Linked DNA regions of Drosophila melanogaster: all the other regions are linked to region 2. The links are chromatin contacts, called in public Hi-C and targeted proximity ligation maps. All regions are on one chromosome and are shown on one strand. The core of a region is the stretch at or near the end of the contact, and the rest is flanking DNA. Distances in the headings are between cores, read along the strand shown.

Region 1 (3,268 bases), core at 729-3,228, 240 kb before region 2:
ATAAAAAAACCTTTTCAGTCCCATTTGCTGCCCCTTAACACATTTTCCCATTCTTCGTTTGTTGATTTCCCCCTAGGAGAACCCAATGAAAAGGTGCCACAATAGAGGCGCAGTGAGAAGAAAGCATTAGAATGGCATTTCTTTCATGAATGGATCACATTTTCTTTACTTTCCGTCCTGTGTTCTAGTCTGTTCTGTTCTTCTTTCCGGAGAATGTTGGAAAACTTTGGTCGATCGACGATTGTCGTGTGTAAACAGCGTGCAAAGCGGTCATAAAAATGTGGCCAGCGGCACTCGAGGTCACATGATTAGTGTCACATTAGTTGAAGGAGTAGAGTGAAGGGGTATTCTCGATGGACGGGGGAAAGGTAATGGCCAGAGGATGGGGGGAATTAAGCAGTCGGCTTTATATCAAAAGCCAGAAGAGGGAAACCCGTTGAGTGGCTTTTACATACTCGAGATGTAAAATATATTCCTGCACTTATTGCTAAAATATGTATGTTGCCAGCAAATTATGAATGCACTAAGGCGAAAATAAATCACCCTAATATGTGTAGTGTATTGGAAAACGTAATGCATTTTGCATCTAGATGTTTGTTTTCGAGGCAGTCACATTAACTATAAATACAATAGTATTTCATTTAATAGTTTGTATTTATATTATACGCTAATATAATTTTAAAGTTATATGGTTGGCTATTTAAATCCTTCAAGAGCTTGTATTAATTTAGCTGTTGTAACATTTATGTTGTTCCTTAATATAAGCCCATTACAGAAACCCATGTCGTCTTATCTTATTTTTAGATTCTTTGTATAAATTAACAAACAGCTAAATGTGCACATTATTTCACACACTTTAGTTAGATTAACACCTAGGATTATTTATAGTTTTGGTTAGTCATCGCAATCTCTTGTGGTTGGATGTTGTTAATCAACTTCCCTTTGCAGCCGACCAACTCGATCACTGAACCTATAAGCCCTACTCTTCCCTTCTTTATGGTCATAAATGTATGTCAATTATTGTTAAAATACCTCATAAAAGCTGCTCAATATTTTGCCTGCTTACGTCCAAAGCCCACGATGCGGTTTTAGTTGTTATTGTCGTCGGTTTTTTTTTAAATATTTTTTTTTTTTTGCTGGTCCCAGGAAGGAAACAGCCGTGACAGATGTTAAACCGCATCGTACAGGAACCAGGATCCTGGACAATTGCAGGACCTCATTGGCAGCTTGTCGAGTGCAGCACTCTCGAGTTTAACCCTTCCGGTGCGAACTCATACCAGAACTCATACCCCCCTTCCCCTCGGCAAGAAGAAAAGGGGTGATAAAACCCATTTAATACGACCTCGATTCGAAAGTGATCGCCAGCTTTCCCAGCGAGCTAATCAATCGAACGAATGTCTTCCGAATCCAACAGCCACAAATAAATTGAGAACAACACACCGCCGAAGAAGCGGAAAAAAAAGAAAGGCCACCGAAAAACAAGTTAGAAATCTTTTTGTTTTCCATTTATTTCTCCTCTTTTTTTTTTTGTTTTTCAGTTGCAGCGACGTCGTCGACGCATCATTAAAATATTTTCCACTCTTTGCTTGGTTGTTTGGTGTTAAATCAAAAACCACTTGAACGAAATAAAATCTTTCTCATAGTCCGCGGTCGCACAATGGCCAAATGGTATGGATGGTATGGTATAGGGGGGAGTCGCAAACAAATTATGAGAACGTTTCGGGATCAAGTCGACAAGAATGTTTTCTTTTTCTCGTTTCAGCGTTGGGTTCAGTTCAGTTCAGTTCAGCTCAGCTCAGCTCAGCTCGGATCGGTTTAGTTCTTTTGGGCTCTTTTGTTGTCCGACGATGTCGTTGTTGTTAAATTGATGACAACAACATAAGAAATGCTGAAGCGTGCGCTTCAAAAATGTATCTGCATGGTCGACGGAGATACAAAAAGCAAAGCCCGAGATACATTTCGGTGTGCTGACCGTTTTGCGTATCCGTGACGATTTCTTTCCCGTTTACCTGTGCGACACAGACCCAAAAAGCAGACAATAAATCAATAATCAAGCCGCCGTGAGAGGGAGATGGGTTGCTGGACGGATGGATGGATGGATGGATAGCTGTATGGATGGACGGATTGGTACGGAATCGGATTCAGAATCAGAATCAACTGGTATCGAGAAGAGGCGAGTCTGGGGCCTTATCATCATTATTCAAAGCGAGCCACCAACGCCGCCGACACATTGAAATGGGTATAGAAAAATAATAATAATAATAATAACGAGAACAACAAACAGAGACCGAGGGAAAACAAAACAGAAACAAATCGAACAAAAACGAGTTCCTAGAGTTTCTAAAAAGCCATAAAACGACGACGAGTTTTGATTTGATTTTCGAGATCCAATCGACTGGCATAGAACACATGTACGGGTATGTAAAAAATACATTTCAATTCACACTCAGCCCATTCGACTGGGGTTCCATTAAAAAAAAAACAAACCTCCAGCCCAGACGGACCAAACACAAAAATGCGTGGATGCTGTGGGAGAGAGTTGGACAGAACACATATTCTGGACGGAAACCTCGACGGAGGCAGCAACTCGTCATCGGTCATATCAGGTTCGGGGATTCGGGTTACACAGGGCGAGAAAATAGTAGATCAAATTATAATGAATTATTTAATATTAATTGTCATTAATTTAAAGAAACTGCAAACTTTTATTTCAAGAACTGACTATGGTCATATCATAATTTTAAGATAATTGGTATATCTTAGATTTATCATAATTGAATTAGCAAGAATACTTTTGCTATGCATTTTTAAAAATTTTTCTTTATTAATTTTTTCTTGCAGTGCAGAAAGAAAGAGCAGTGCGACTGAGTCCAGTGGCAGCCCACGCCCGCGTTATGATTTTGTGGCCATTTTATAACTAACAGCATTCCAGCGGCGCCGACAACTGAGCCCAAAGTCCCCAGTTCAGTTCAAGTCCCCCCATCCACGGATCCCATCCCAGTTTTAAGACCCCAAACCCAAAAGGGCCGGGCCACACACATCGATGGTTTAGCTGATGACGACGATGATGACCGCTTTGTGCCGCAGGAAGGAGTTGGGGGCCAAGTGCATTGGAAACGCCGTCTGGTGACAGAAGCGGCAACGGGAGCAGAATCAACCATTCGAGAAGGAGGATGTTAAGGACCGATCGGACGATCGAAACCTGTTGGGGTTACGATAGGGATACCCATTCCATTACCTGCTAACTCGACCGTTTTTATACCCTTTA
Region 2 (3,173 bases), core at 247-2,746:
AGACAATTGGCATAGTTCACATAGAGAGAGAGAGAGAGAGAGATAGAGAGAGGGAGTGCAGCCCAGCTCTGCTTTTGGCCAAGATGGGCAATTAAAATTCCCCGAGACTGGCTAAAACTGGAAGTGGGAATCTGGAGCTGCAACTGGATGTGAGGAAACTGGGGCTAAGGGTCCTAGTACTATCTTTCTACCAGGCTCTCTATCTCACTCGCTTTTGTGTGCGTCAATTTGCCAGGCACACGATCTGCAGATCGGCGATGTCAAGTTGCTGCTGCGATTGACGTCAATATAGATAGAGTCAATATGGCATGGGAGTGAGATGAGATTGGGATGATGATGATGATGATGATGATGATGATGTGGATGATGCCACTGGAGGGGGCCCGTGCTGATATGGACTCATCATCAGTCCATCATTCATGGGTGCAATCGATTGCAGCACACACATACATATGTACATATGTATATAGCATATAGCCGCCGATCTGATATTACGCTGAGTGTTATGGTAAACCGATCCTATTCGTAACTGGAGCTCAGCTTTTGACACATTTCGACCAACCAAACAGCACAGCTGAGATGGCACTTTATAGTTTTTTTTCTTTCGGCTGTCCAAATGACTAAGCCGTCGGCAAATTGAGCGATCTCGCGAACTCACCTTTAATTTTTTTTTTTTTTTTTGTAGGAGGGGAATTATCCAAGCATTATCCAATTTGTAGCTTTTGCCTTCGGGGTGGCAAAACACATTTAACAAATATTTTTTAGGCTGCGTTGTGTAAACTCTAATTGCTAATATCAAAATATCACACTTCTTTTATTTTTATGTATTATTTGTGCTTATGCTGCGTTTGCGTGTTTGGCTTATTGTGTGTTTTGCGGCTTTAATTGATTTATATTACTTAATGGGCTGTTAAGACACACACTTTTCACTTGATTTTAAATGATTTGGCGAGTTTAGTTTACGGATTTCTAGGCGTTTAGATACTTTGCAGCTTGCCACTATTAGATTTCGAATTGCTGTTGTTGCACGCGCGATCGTTATTGTTGCAGTTGCAGTTGCAGTTGCAGTTTTGGGCTGCAGTTTCGTGCTGTCGTGTTTCGCGGTCTCGTCGCGTCAACGTGCGAATAACAAATAACGAAAACGTACGAAAAGATTTTCACTGCAAGAGGTTGGTTTTCCCGACGTGGCGTCGTCGTCGGCGTCGGCAGAGCTTCGGCAGCAGCGACGGCAACACCGAACCACCAAGACCTATCCAAACCAACCACTGAAACTCTCTTCGCGGAGAGAGAGAGAAAGAGAGTTTTTTGTGTGGCGGGTTGGAGGGGGAGTCTGTAAGCGCACTGCGAAGATTACGTTACGTTCGGATATATTTTCTATATATTTTTCTTTTTTTTTGGGTCCGAAAAAGACGCGTCTTGGTTATTCAGCACTGAAGAATTTGCGGCAGCGCGTGCGGAGCGTCGATGAACCTGAACCGACACTGCCCAGCAAGAAACTGACTTCTGAGTAGAGTCGCCACTCGTACAGCGACGATACCAGGCACCAATACCATCGCACCGAGAGACACCCACACCGAGGCAAACAGGCGGCGGTATCTGTGTGTTAGTGCCGACTGTTGGCCTCTCATTCGCCGGATAAAGTCGCGAGAGAGCGAGAAAGAGCAGCACGTGCAGTGGAGATTTCTCTAGTTCTTTTTTTTTTTTTTGTGTTCCGCTTTTCTCGGTGGGAGCTGCTCGAAGAGCTTCTCCTCCCACTCTCCGCCCGCCCGAGCAGTTGTTGTTTATGGCTGCGTGGGCTTCTAATTGCTCAAAACTCTATGCCAATGGGGGCACTCGGCTGCATTTGGCGCTTTTGGGTCGCCAGTTGCGAGTCGAGCTCCGAATAGGCACCTCCCACTTCCACCGACTGGCGTTATATAACATCGAATGCGAAGATAAGCTAACGAAATCCGAATCCAAGCGGATGTCTTTTCCACTGTCTTGCAGAAGGCGAAGGCAAATAGAAGCAGCGCTCGTTGAATCCTTTGGGAAGTTGGCCGGCTTTTAGGTCACTTTTCGCATCCTTCGAGCAATATATGTCACTTAATTGAGCCCTTTCTTCTTAATACAGCATTTCATTTTCATTTGAGTTCTAAACTAAACTAAACTTACATTGCTCAGAAGCCAAAAAATTTTGATTTATGCGTTTAGTACTTTATCGACTTTAAGGGCCTTCTAATCTTAGAAACAATTACAAAACAATTTCAAATATATAATTTATTAAAATGTTTTACAAATAGTAATAGCAGCGTTTTTAGTTACAGTTTAAAACTCAAACATTCTCTAAAGCAAAAATGTAAATTCAATACTTTTTGATTGAAATTTAATTAGTCTAGTTTTTAATAATTCTTGGCTTTGAACTTATTTTCTTTTAAAAATAATATAATATTCTTAATTGGAACTCTTTTTTGTTTAACTTCGCAAAAAAATTAAAGCGCTACAAAATGATCTAAAATATATATTTGTTTAATTTTAGACTTTCATTTGTACCCATGAAGTTATTTTTGTCTAACATGCATATAAGCCAACTTGCATTATAAGAAAATCGCAGTTGACTGATTTTGAGCCGCATTGAAGGCCCGGATAAAATCGTCGGATAAACTCTCTCACCTATACCACACACACGTTTCGCTCGCACACAGATACAGTTTCGGTCTCTCTCTCTGCGCTCGTGAGAATCGAAATGCCGGCAAAACAACTTCACAGATACGATATCTGAACTTGAAATGCCGATGCACGAGAGAGAGAGAGAGCGCGCTCTCTCTCTCTTTGCACACCGTGTGTGCGGTTGTGTGTGTGGCGCAGCTGCCGAGGTGTCAGTGTATCTGTGTGCGCCTCCATCCAGGTGTGTATGTGTGTGTTTACAAAACAAAACTGAATTGAGAAAAAACCAAAAAAAAGAAAAAACAAAGCAAAAGCATGCCAAGGCAGCAACAACACAATTTGTGAATGAACGAATAGTGGCGCACTCACACACACACGCACACGCAGATACTCAACCCACACCACTATCTCTAAGTGTGTGTGTGTGTGATTGTGGGCAGGGAAAATAAACGCGTTTACGCGATTCGTACAAAATTCGTGGGTCTTTCAAAAAAGAGAAGCACTGCAAAGAGCCAAAAGTGAACGTAGGT
Region 3 (3,493 bases), core at 942-3,441, 160 kb before region 2:
CAACTGTGTTCGCATCTCCATCTGTATTTGTGGCGTATCCTTGACATTCATCGTCGTTCCGCCTGAGGAACTGCGGATTCTTTGCGCCCCGAGCTTCTCTTTGGTGAGTGGTGCGGTTTATTGGTTTGTAATAAGCTCTTTGAAGTGTTTAATTGAAGCTTTTGTTAAGCAATTAGACGGCAAAGTGAAGTTGCGCCGAGGTGTTGCCGCCTATTGGTAATTGCCCAACCTAAGTGCTATCTCCGTTTATTATGATGAAAGATAATGTTTTATCGGTGCGGTGCAAGGGGGAGAACTTCACGAAGCGAAGTGGAAAATTGGTATAGGGGTGGTCTGATTTACCTAACCCAGCCGCTTTGGTACCGCTTTCCATCGCACTCTCACCTTCCCTCTCCTTAGATATTATTTATTGTAGCCGCATTTTATTTTTGTGTATCTATGGAATGTAAGCAGACAGCCGATTGCATTCGAGCATCTTCGACTGCAACAGCAGCGGCAGCTTGTTTTGTGCCAGCCGACACAGAGATACAAAGATACACGGATACCCAGAAAAATGCCCAGATACAGATACATTAGCTCGTAGGCAAGCAGTTGGGTAGTCACTCAGATTCAGATTCAGATTCCGAATCCGAAAGCGATTCGGCGTCGCATGCAAACGCAAAAACAAAACAAAATGAAATTATCATTGACCGCCGATCATGATCATCATCGCGATGGAATACGAACACCATCGTCATCTGCCTTGTATCTGTGTGCGTTTTGGAGGTGATCTGCTCTACTATATCTCTCTGCTCTGATATGATCGCAAGCTGACTGATCCATTTGGGCGATGACTGCGATGAGTGGATTATTCTATGACGACGGTGATTTTGGAAGGTGAACACTTAGGGTTTTGTTTGGATTACCTTCATTAGATGACAAAGAAGAATCACTCACCATATAATTTTGGAAAAAAGGCGATTAATTGCGTATTCTGTATAATTTAATGTTCACTTTAAATTAGAAGTGGCGTTAAACTGTTTTTTTTTTTTTCAATTTTAATTCACTTAATATTAACAATAATGGCGGACTTAAATTACCTTACAAAGTTTAAGAATTATTATTAGTAATTTAACGAAAGGTATTAAATGGTAAATATCATTCCTATTTTAGTTCAATAAAACCCAATATTTTTAAAATAAGAAATTTGTTCTTAGCAATAAGTACGATCAGTTTCGAAAATTGATTTCAAAATTATATTCCAACTTATAAATTTAATGGTGCTTAGGATTTAAATAGTTTTCTTTGAAGATTTTATGTGCCCAATCTGATCCCAGATAAATTTGACCATCTCTAACTTCGGTTTTCCCATCACCACGCATTTTTCCGAAGGAATTTTCCTCTCTGTTTGTTGTTGTTGTTGTTGTTGCTGTGTTGTACTTGATTGTGGCATAATTTCTCGCTCGCCTCCATTTATACAATCCCTCACTGTCCGTCTCTATCGCACCCCTAGCCCCATCCCCCTCGCACTCTTCACAACCAAGTGCAACGCATAAATTTTTTATTTGTTTGGTATTCATCTTATTTCGTTTAATGTATTTTTATTTTCAGATTTTTTGTTGGCTTGTGTTTTCCATATTTCCTTTTTCTTTCAGCTTGTTTGGTGTTTTTAAGATAATTTTGTTGGTGAAGAGGGCAAGTTGTTGTTGTTGTTGGTGTTGGTATTGGTATTGGTATTGTTGTTGTTATTGCGCATAAGTATTTTGTGTGTTAATTTGTTCGTCGTTGGTGTGGTTGACGGGTTGGTTCAGTCATTCAACTATATAAAGTATTGTCGTTCCTTCTTCCTCTCATTTATTATTCGTTTCGTTTCGATTTCGTTTATGTACAACGCACTTTTCACTTTGTTGTTCGTTATTCGTTGTTTGTTTGTTGTCGATCGTTGTTTTTATTTATCGCTCTTGTTGTTGCGCTTTTGAAGCGTGGGCATGTGGCATCCACTTTTGTTGTAATTGCGTCGGGTAACTGCATGAATAATTATTAAGTTATTCGAGGAGGGTCGTAAAATGAGGGGTATGCAGATGTACTGCACTCACTCGCACTCACCCCAAAAATTTATGGGATTTCTCCCTGATATCCGACTTATTTTTAGACGTGCTCAATCATTTCTTGGGGGGCAGCATAATTAATCGACAAACAAAATAGGGTCTTCTAAAGGAATGGATTCTAAAATCAAAATGCAACATAAAGCAAATACTTCAAATATTTCAAAAACTCCTCAATATTACTACAATACCATTTTAGAATAGTATTAACATTTGTATTCATTTGCTCATAATATTATATTCCAAATATGCTCATTTCCATAATCTCCCATCATAATTTGTATTCAGCATTTGCTGACAATAACATTAAAATTCAATTACTTTCAACCACCACTTCCTGAAATTTGATCTTCTTGCACGAACTGAAAAATTAAATCTTCAATCCAATTTTCAATCTCCTGATATTTCAACTCGCTGCCGAAACACCGAAATCAATTTTAATCTCTAATAAAACCCAATTTAACACTGTTAAGCCTGCCTGCAGGAATAGCCCAAGCCAAATGGTGTTTTCTGTGGCTTTAATTAGGCTTATTAAAAGAGAAGTTATGCGCCCGGTGTTAAGCCACCATTGCCGTATCAATTTACCGCACACGGAAAAGGCAAAAAACAAAAAAACACCCAGAAAACTCCAGAAGTTGTATTACAACGCTCACAAAAAAGAAAAGGAAAAAAAGAGAGCGGGAAAGAGGAAAAACATTTTCATTCATTTCAAATGCGAGAACAGGAATCGAGAGAGCTAAATAGAAATTCCGATGGTGGAAGCCATCATCATCATCACCATTGCCATCATCACCATTGCCATCGCCATCGCCATGTGGCTCATCCTCATCCACTTCTTGGATGTCTTGAGGCTTCTTTTTCGGGCTCTTTTCTCTCGGCGGCGTTGTGATATTTATGTTTTCATCAAAAGAGCAGGCGAACAATCAAAATGCGCTGCACTCGACTCCAGAGCAGAGACCCAATGAAAAACACACAGATGCAGATGCAGATACAGATACAGATACGGATACGGGTGCGGGTTTGGGTTCGAGTTCGAGTTGGGTATTACTACAGCTGCAGCTGCAGGTACAGATACAGATACTTCTGGTGCAGATACAGATACAGATGCAAGTGAACTGAACTAAGGTGAAGTGAAGAAACTACAAGCAGACAGACGGCATCAGGCAGCAGGCAGCGCTTTAACCTCATATTTATCCAACAGATACTTATAGCGGAGCGCAAAAAAGCAAGCAGCGACAAAAGAAATGAAGGCCCCACAGTACCCACCAAAGTCCCCATAACACTGAACACAATGCAAACTCATTTTCATTTGTTTAAGATTGATACATATTTTATTTAATTTTATAAACGCATCATTTTTCTTTGGGTCAAATTTTCAGTTTTGATATTACCGCACTATATTATAATTC

What was found. A called contact is a pair of places that touch in the nucleus more often than the background predicts.
Region 1: a Hi-C map of the Kc167 cell line shows a contact between it and region 2, with 3 times the contacts expected there.
Region 3: a targeted proximity ligation map of the Kc167 cell line shows a contact between it and region 2, with 3 times the contacts expected there. A contact is called at or near these places in 2 of 107 Hi-C or Micro-C datasets (the Kc167 cell line and eye imaginal disc) and 2 of 7 datasets of targeted methods (both in the Kc167 cell line).

What each region holds. Positions count from the first base shown.
Region 1 is chr3L:10,769,947-10,773,214 of dm6, forward strand. CG43245 reads left to right here and starts at 1,979. Exons shown (of 4, transcript NM_001274759.1): 1 at 1,979-2,417; 2 at 2,494-2,606; 3 at 2,842-3,268. The coding sequence starts at 2,410. The coding sequence ends at 2,921.
Region 2 is chr3L:11,007,692-11,010,864 of dm6, forward strand. klu (klumpfuss) reads right to left here and starts at 1,497. Exons shown (of 3, transcript NM_001300095.1): 1 at 659-1,497.
Region 3 is chr3L:10,848,499-10,851,991 of dm6, forward strand. It overlaps lncRNA:CR45169 (long non-coding RNA:CR45169), which reads right to left and starts at 2,192. Exons shown (of 2, transcript NR_124862.1): 1 at 2,086-2,192; 2 at 1,572-2,004. The region is part of intron 1 of tna (tonalli); the gene reads left to right.